Regions from separate parts of the Gossypium hirsutum genome. Here region 1 is linked to region 2. The links are chromatin contacts, called in public Hi-C maps. All regions are on one chromosome and are shown on one strand. The core of a region is the stretch at or near the end of the contact, and the rest is flanking DNA. Distances in the headings are between cores, read along the strand shown.

Region 1 (4,413 bases), core at 1,009-3,508, 280 kb after region 2:
ATCCATTCAAACTGCAGTACGCAATTGTATATTATGTTATGTACAAAACTTTAAATTACAAATTATTGCGTAATTATTATAGGTTTGAAAAAAATCAGTAACTAATATCGGCTTTCGAGCGTTGATCTAACAATAGTCGGATATCTTCGAGTTGCTTCGGTAGTCCCACGTAACTTGGCCTATAGTTTCATATATTCAAGCGATATGTTAATTCAAACATATAATAAATAAATAGCATTTACTATATTAACTAGATATTATTATCAAATGATTTTTACCTTGTTACCAATGGGAATGTATAAGGGTCGTTCACTTAGGGACGTAGAAATGTTAGTCGCCACCATGCCTACGACTGCAGCAGAATAAGGCAACCACCGATTGACATCTTATTCGGTTCCGTCACCCGACACAACTCCTGATACAACGTAACCAACACAACTGATCCCCAACTCAGTCGTCCGCATTCTTTGAAGTCGACTAGGTGTAGTAGCCACCTTATGTGTACCAAAATTTGAGATTTATCGAGCATTAGAATGCCCTTGATTAACCTTAAGATGAATGCTCAGGCGTATTATTCTTTGACGACGTTGGGCGTGTTTAGAGGAAGATATTTGAAATTAGTTTCCAACCACTTCATATTTATCCAGTCACCTTGAAACTTGTCCGACATCTTCCCAAAAATGCCTCGCAAAGGACCTCTTTACCGAGAATGATTGTTGACCCTGTAACAACTGGCCCATCTATTGGTAAACTAATTGTAAAGCTACCTCTTCGAGTGTGATTGTACACTCACCGTATGGAAGATGAAAAGTGTGTGTCTCCAGTCTCCATCTTTCCACCTAGCGCTGATGAGTGTAGGGTCGAGTTTATAGCCCCCGAGCATACAAAACGCATGCAAGAATCCCACGTTTTGTAAGTAACCATGAATTTCGGTGTTTGAGCTCTTTGACAAATTATGTATGAACCCCTCCAAAACACAATCATCCGCCTATTTATATTAAAAATAAAATATTTTAAAATTTTAAAAACTTTAAATTTAACTTAATTGAAAATAACGAAATTTAAAATTTCTCCTTACCATTATCACTTGAGCGGTGGAAATGTGCTTATTGCTGAAACGAATTAGAGAGCTTGTCATTACTGAAATTTTAACTGAAATGAATATACAAAATAATTAAATAAAACTATAGTATTTTAAATAAAGTGTGTAAGAAAATGTCGAATAAAAATGGTAAGAATTGAGAGAACTGAGAGAGTTGAGAGAATTGAGAGTTTAGAGAGAGACTTGGATTTGAGTGAAAAGAATAAAAAATGACTTGGTATTTATAGGAAAAAAATATTACCGTTGGCCTTTTTAAATAATTTTACCATTTCCAATGTTTAAAAAGTCGTTAGGGAAAATGACCGTTGGAGGAAAGTGTCCCCAGCTGAATGTGCTTTTACACACTCTCTCCAAAATTGACCTATTTCCATAATTTAAAAAAAAACGACCTAAAAGGCTAACTAAAAAAAAGAATAAGACATACTTAACTTATTTAGCCTAATTTTATAAATTTTTATTTTATAGTTGTCATCCAAAATACCTATAAACTCTCTTGTAAGCAAATATATTTTTAGTTTTATAAATGGCTTGTTTCATCATATAAAATTTTGCACATTAAAAATGAATAATAAATGTAGAAATTCTAAAATTTATGCAAATAATGCTATTGTTGCCTCTACTTCTTATGAATTATCATCTTTAATTAATTTTTTAAAAATTTTAATTATTAATAATTTTTTCTATATTCATTTTTCTCGTGTTACATAATTTGCTAATGATAAATATGAATTTTTGGTGTCTATTGAAAAATATTATAGCGTAACGATAAATGTTAATTTAGTTTTAATGGTTTATAGCTCAACTTTGGACTTATAGCGGAATGATGTACCTAATTAAATCCTAAAATAAATGTTATGGCCTTCCATCACGTGGACAATTTAACAGAGTTTCTTTCAAGAATGGGTTCTTTCGAATTTTTTTTTGAGATAAATCACAGATTGGGCTTTAATTAAACTATTAATTACACAAATAGTCCTAGAAAAATAAATAGAGCAAGCCTAGTAACCAGACTAGGCCCAACGAAAGGAAAAACAAAACAAACTAAAAGGAAACCTAATCACCTAGAAAATGAAAAAAGGAAACAATCTCTACAGCACATTAATTCAGCCGTTCCATCTGCCCAATCAGTATTAAAAGTCAATACACATCTTGTCACTTCAACATCTTTTCTACTTCAAGACGTTTTGAATCACCCGAGAGCTTTGTATAGTCACTTTGATATCTGCCCTTCTCCGATTCCTTTCCTCCATTTCTCCCTTTTCCTGCTTCAATTTGGTTCTCTCACCCTTTCGTTTTCTGCTTGAAATTCTGCAACTCCAGGGACTCGTCCGACCAGGTAACCTCCTTTGTTAATCTTAATCGCTTCAGTTGCTAAAATATGCGCGAGGCTATTTGTTGATCTTGGGATATGCTCGAACTTACATTCCTTAAAATATAACAAAAGCTGATGGATGTCATGAATAAGCGCACTAACCAGTGATTTATCTGGGCTTTTTGTTTTGCATTTCTTTATTATTGATAAAGAGTCTCCTTCAATAATAACTCTTTCCCACTGCATGTGAACTCTGATCTGGAGAGCTTTCCGACACGCGATTGCTTCCGCTCCAAAGGCTGAGGAAACCCTTTGATGAACCTCCGAACAAGATAAGAGAACTGAACCCTCTTTATCTCTGGCCACAACTCCGATAGCCGCTTTATTTTGTCCTCTTTCATATGCTGCATCAAAATTGATTTTGACAAAACTGTCCATTGGTTTTTCCATTTTTTAACAGTTATGGAAGTTTGTCGACTATTTTTACCAACTGAATCTAACTCTAAAATGTAGCTATTAACAAATCTCCCTATTTCTTTTCCAGATTTACTCCCTTTGTTGTGCAGTCTGTTATTCCTATCTCCCCAAATGGCCCATACTGCAACACAGAAGATCCGACGCTGGGATGCCAAGCTTTGTGTAAAAACCCAGGTTAACCACTGTAGAAACCCCATCTGGTTTTCCTGCTCATATTTATGAAATGATAACTCTCTCCACACTGATATTGTAACAGGGCATTCTCGAAAAAAAATGTTCCATAGATTCAGATCTAGAGCCACAACGAGGACACATTGATGTATCCGTTAGTCGTCTAAGTAGCATATTAAACTCGAGTAGCTAGGAAATTCCAAGAGATCTTCCAATGTGTAATTTTTATTTTTGAAGGTAGATTAAGTAGCCATAATTTCCTGTAGAAGTCTTTATAGTCAGCTTGTAAAGCATAAGCTCTAGGATCATTTGCAATACTTTGTAATAGTTTATAGGCGCTACGAACTGTGAACTCACCCGACGCTTCAGCACTCCATACTTGGAAATCTTCATGTGGTCTTTCAGCCAGCGGGATACTGAGAATCATGTCGGCTACATCCTCCGGAAAGGTATACTCTATCAACTCCTTTTTCCATGTTCTACTGCTTGAATCAATTAATTCCGCAACATTACTATCATTCAAATTCGTATTTAAAACTAGTAATCTATCACGCGGTAAAACTGGAATCCAATAATCACGACTGATTGAAATATTTGTACCTTTACCCACCCTCCAACATAATCCCTTAGCGAAGACACCCTTAGTAGCCCAAATACTTTTCCAAGTATACGAAACGTTATTCCCCAATTGTGAATTTAAAAAATCAACTTTTGGAAAATACTTTGCTTTTAATACTTATGCTACTAAAGAATTTGGATTGTACAAAATACGCCACCCCTGTTTAGCTAGAAGGGAGATATTAAATTGGGCCATATTTCTGAAACCCAATCCACCCTCATCTTTAGGACGGCATAAATATTTCCACTGACACCAATGAATACCTCTTCTTCTATGCGCTTTCTGCCACCAAAATTTAGCAAATATGTTTTCAAATTCCCCACAAAAAGTCTTTGGTAGTAAGAAACACGACATAGCATAGGTTGGAATGGCCTGTAACACTGATTTAATAAAGGCTTCTTTACCTCATTGGGATAACAATCTAGTACTCCACCCATAAATCCTAGTAAAAATCTTATCTTTTAAATGCTGAAAGGATTCCTTTTTTCTTCGACCAACCATGTTCGGAAGCCCCAAGTAACGTTCTAAGTTTGTTGAGATCCTAACCCCCAACTTTGCCGATGCTTTTTCCTTCTTCTCATCAGATGTATTCGTACTAAAAAATATTGTAGACTTATTGAAATTAACACGTTGCCCAGAACACTCTCCATATTCCTTCAAAATATCCTTTAGTACCCTAGCACCCCTATCTGATGCTTCCCCGAACAAAATACAGTAATATGCAAAAAGCAA
Region 2 (4,310 bases), core at 1,441-3,940:
CACCCCTTTTCCTGATTTTCTTGCCTGCAATACATTCTCACGATCCTCCTGTTGATATGCAAGAGACTAAAGATTCACAACTGAAGATTGTAATGAACAGACTCAATATTATTTCTTGAAAAAGTCTCAGCTCTTAAAAGATTGAAAACACTTGGTATTCTTTCGAACTAGGAAGTTATAAAGTTAGTTGGTTTAATCTTGCTATGCTTAATAAAAGTAAGGTTTCTCTTCTATGTTATTTTCTTTAAATCAGAATAGCATAACTTCCAGTGAATTTCATCACCATGGACCATGGCTACTGAAGGAATCACTAGAACCTTTTAGAAAATAGTAAAGGAACTCACCTTTCCAGACAGCACATCAATAGAAACCACATGTGAAACGCTATCCTGGGCAAAGATAACAGGAGCATATTCTTCCTGAATTGGCGACGGTTCCAAGAAGTCGGGATGATAGTCATCCTTGTGAACTGGATTTTGTTCAAGGGTATCCATCCTCTTAATAGTCCAGCCCTGTTGCCTCTCAAATTGTTCCCTTTCAGAGTGGAGCACCCTTACAGCATATGCCACACCACTTGTGAGGGGCCTCTCAAAAGCAGTTCGTTCTGTGTACCTCGCAAAAGTCCTCTACAGGTTCTTAGAGTGAGTTTCCTTTGTTGAATAAAACACAAGTGATCATAATTCATAACTTAGAACACACATATATCTCTTTGGTCGTAATGTTAAATAACCACGCTTAACATACTGAAGGAGGAACATGTATCAAGTTGCCAAAATTCTTATTTGATCTAAAATTCAGGAGCAACCATTATGGTTGAAAATGTATAATAACAGGCAATCAATCACATCAAATGAGAAGCCAAGATTAACCTAGATCAATTTAATTGGCAATTAGATTGAATTTCATAGTAAATTTAAAAAATAAAAATAATAAAAAAAGAGCAACAAGATTTCACAGTTTGATTTGAGCACAAGGCAAAGAAGACACTAAACAATTCGCAATCAAGCACAAAAAAAATGCTAAGAAAAAGTTGGAAGAAGAGGATATGGATTACCTGATCAATAGCAGAGGGGTATTTCCCATGGTGGAAAGTTGAGATCAAAATAGAGAGAGCCTGGATATGGTTCATGCTGACATTAAATTGATCCTGCAACATCCTAGCTCTCTCATCACACATGCTAGCGAGCATCTCCTTGCGCTTTTCGGTAGCTTGAGAGCTCATACAACAGAAGATCCAAATAGAAGCCAAGGTCCAACCAATTACCCATGAAAACAAGAGCTTTCTCGACCAAGACTTGCCAACTCTCTTGGAACCAATATACTGGTAGTACTGATGGTGGATCTTGAAGCTATACTTTGAGATTTCATCCCAACATTTGAACCACATCTTGCTACCACTATCACCAAGGAGACCAGCCTTGGGGTCCTTAAATTCACCATTAATGGACCAGTTCATTAAAATCATAGATGCTATCCAGCAACATAACATCCAAACCAGATGCCCCACCTTTAAACCAAACCCAAATACATGGAGCAAACTCATCCAAGAAACAGTGACCAATTACCAGCTAACTAAGCAAACAGTAACCCCCGCCCTTAGCCTGAAAGTGGGTCTTACTTGCTTGTTAATTCCAGCTAGAAAAGAGAGAGACCCATTGTCAAATCTATAGAAAACTGTCTAGTAAAATCCAACATCACCAGAAAACCTCAAGAACCTTGGGATAAGAGAATAAAATATTTAAAAAAACAAACCCAGCAAACTCCAAATTGACTACAAGACAGAAGGTGTTGTAACCGTGCGGGAAAGAAAAAAAACAAAAGATGCCATCTTATCCAGCACTACACCCTCTAATAACTGAGAAATGCAAGATATAGGACCTTGAATTGAGGAAGACCATGGAAATTTTTCACAATTACCATAAAAGAAAAAGAGAAAGAGAGAGAATGAAAGAATCCCTCTAGATTCTGAGTTTCAATTTTCTAACCACCACCCAAATCCCAGAACAAGAAAAAGACTAGGCCAAAATGTCCAGAAAAACAAAAGGGTTCCAAAACTAGATATCAAATCAATAAAAACTTAGCTAACATAATCTTCCTCAAGCCAAAAGAATCTGACAGGAAATCCTTAAATTCCTAAAATCAAGCACCAAGACAGCAATTAAACATGTGGATTTTATTGTTTGATCCCCCAGACCCAAACTTCACCTGTAACAACACCCTGTTGAGATCTATCAACAGAATTTTCGAGCTGATTTTTAATACAAAGTAATCTTATTATTTACTAAACATGACACTTTGCTGCTGTAGTTGAAGAGGGAAAAGAAGAACATAAGAAGAGTGGGATTAATGGACATCAACGATTGAAAGAATCTATGAAAGGAAGATGAGAAGAATATGGTTGTAGAAATGTCTGCTAGCATAGGCCATTATCTCTACCCATACCATTCACGACACCCCAACCCCCCCTAATTTAATAATACTACTACTATTTTACTCAAAAAAATAATATGAATTTAAATTCAATGCTTACAAATGTATTTAATTTAACATTTCATTTTCTACTACTATCACTGTTCACTAATGCAATCTTATCTTATTCTTTCTTTTTTTCCCCTTTTATTTAATTTATGAACTAATTCAATTAATAAGAGTTGGAACCTCCCCCAGCATAAAATGAGAAAACCATATTTTTTATATTTAAGTATCATTGGTGATTTATTTATACCGGTGTAAAATAAAAATAGTTTTACACAATTTTATAATTTTTATATGATTAATATTATGTCAATCCAACCGTCATATCCATTCTTCGATCATGTATGTTAAGTTCGGCATAAATTAAAATTTTCCAACTATTCATTTTATGAAAAAAAAATTCAAACAACTAAATATATATTAATATAGATAATATTTTAGATCAATATGATAGAAATATTGATCGATTCAAAAGTTTGCTTGTATGACAAGAACAAATATATTGAAAAATTTAATGGTTAAATTGTTAAAATATCCATAATAATAATTATGAAAAGATATAAAACTACCCTATTTTATAAATTTAATAATAAATATATAAATCAATACTATTTTGCATCATCCATAAATAAATTACCCATTTAAAATTATTATAAATAAATAAAATAATAGTTTTTAATTAACATCTTATTATTTATTAACAATGTGTTAATTTATGTGCTATTCATAAAACAAATATAAATTTCTAAAAAAATTAAATATAAATTTTTTGAGTTTTTTTTCCATTTGTATGTTTAAGGACGTTGAAAAATAATATATATTAAATTATGGTACATTTGGGAAATAATTTTAAAAGAATATATTATTAAAATTTTATATAAAAATTAAATGAAATTTTAATTGAAATGATAAAGTTCAATATTTAAAATCTAATTCAGTTAATTCGTGACACCAATTATATTAGAAATTTTAAGTATAACTAGATTATGACACCCATAATGTAGATGAAAAAAAATATTATGTAACAAAATATACTTATTAAAAGTTTATGATGCTTTGGTTGAAACTTGAAATGCAAATTTTAATTTTATAGTGTGTTTTTTTTTAATTTTATTGTGTATAAATTTTAATTGATTTATAAAAATTTAAATGAGCAAAAATACTCTCATAATAATATAACTTACTTTATATAAAAAAAATGTATTTTTAGTAATCTCTCAACTGGGTTGAAATTTGATTGATGAGTGGCATCACCTCAATTAAAGTCGAAGATAATAAATACATAGATAAAGATATATGTTATGTTAAAAATATATTCTTTTAAATTTTATTTAATAATGAATATAAGTGGGGTGGTAATAATTTTTTATTTTAATACTATTAAATGCATTCGATCCTTGGATTTGTAATTTGTAATGTTCTTATTTAAAGATGATATAAACTAATAAAAAAAAAACAAAAGAGCAATCATAATAATATTAAGGGTAAACTACCCCATTAGTCACTCTAAATAGGAGTAATTCTTATTTTGATCACTCTAATTTTTTTTTGTAATTTGGTCACCCAAAAAAGAAATTGATTAAATTGATCAAGTACTAATAAATGGTATTGGAATGCTAACTATGCATTCCATGTTAGTCACACTAATATTAGGAAAAAATATCTATTAGTCTTTCTAAATAAGGTCATTCCTATTTTGGTCACCTCAAACAATACATGAAAATGTACCAGTAGTTTTTTCGTTACCATTTTATGGTGGAGTGACTAATTTGATCAAATTCTTTTTTTGGAGTGACCAAAATAAGAATGACTACTATTTAAAGTGACTAATGAGA

Evidence for each region. Hi-C and Micro-C count contacts between places; a contact is called where the count stands out from the background.
Region 1: a contact with region 2 is called in a Hi-C map of leaf, with 3 times the contacts expected there. The contact joins the enhancer-like site here to the promoter of LOC107909856 in region 2. A contact is called at or near these places in 5 of 34 Hi-C or Micro-C datasets (callus and leaf).

What each region holds. Positions count from the first base shown.
Region 1 is chrD02:56,647,628-56,652,040 of Gossypium_hirsutum_v2.1, forward strand. No RefSeq gene overlaps it. Among protein-coding and RNA genes, the nearest start is that of LOC107908280, 16 kb to the left of the region's middle. Within about 2 kb of position 2,259, at least 8 of the 9 cell types and tissues checked have an H3K27ac peak or open chromatin away from gene starts, as enhancers often do. A contact at or near this core is called in leaf, where this site is marked.
Region 2 is chrD02:56,365,256-56,369,565 of Gossypium_hirsutum_v2.1, forward strand. LOC107909856 (histidine kinase 3) reads right to left here and starts at 2,691. Exons shown (of 11, transcript XM_016837543.2): 1 at 1,055-2,691; 2 at 345-626; 3 at 1-48. The coding sequence starts at 1,543.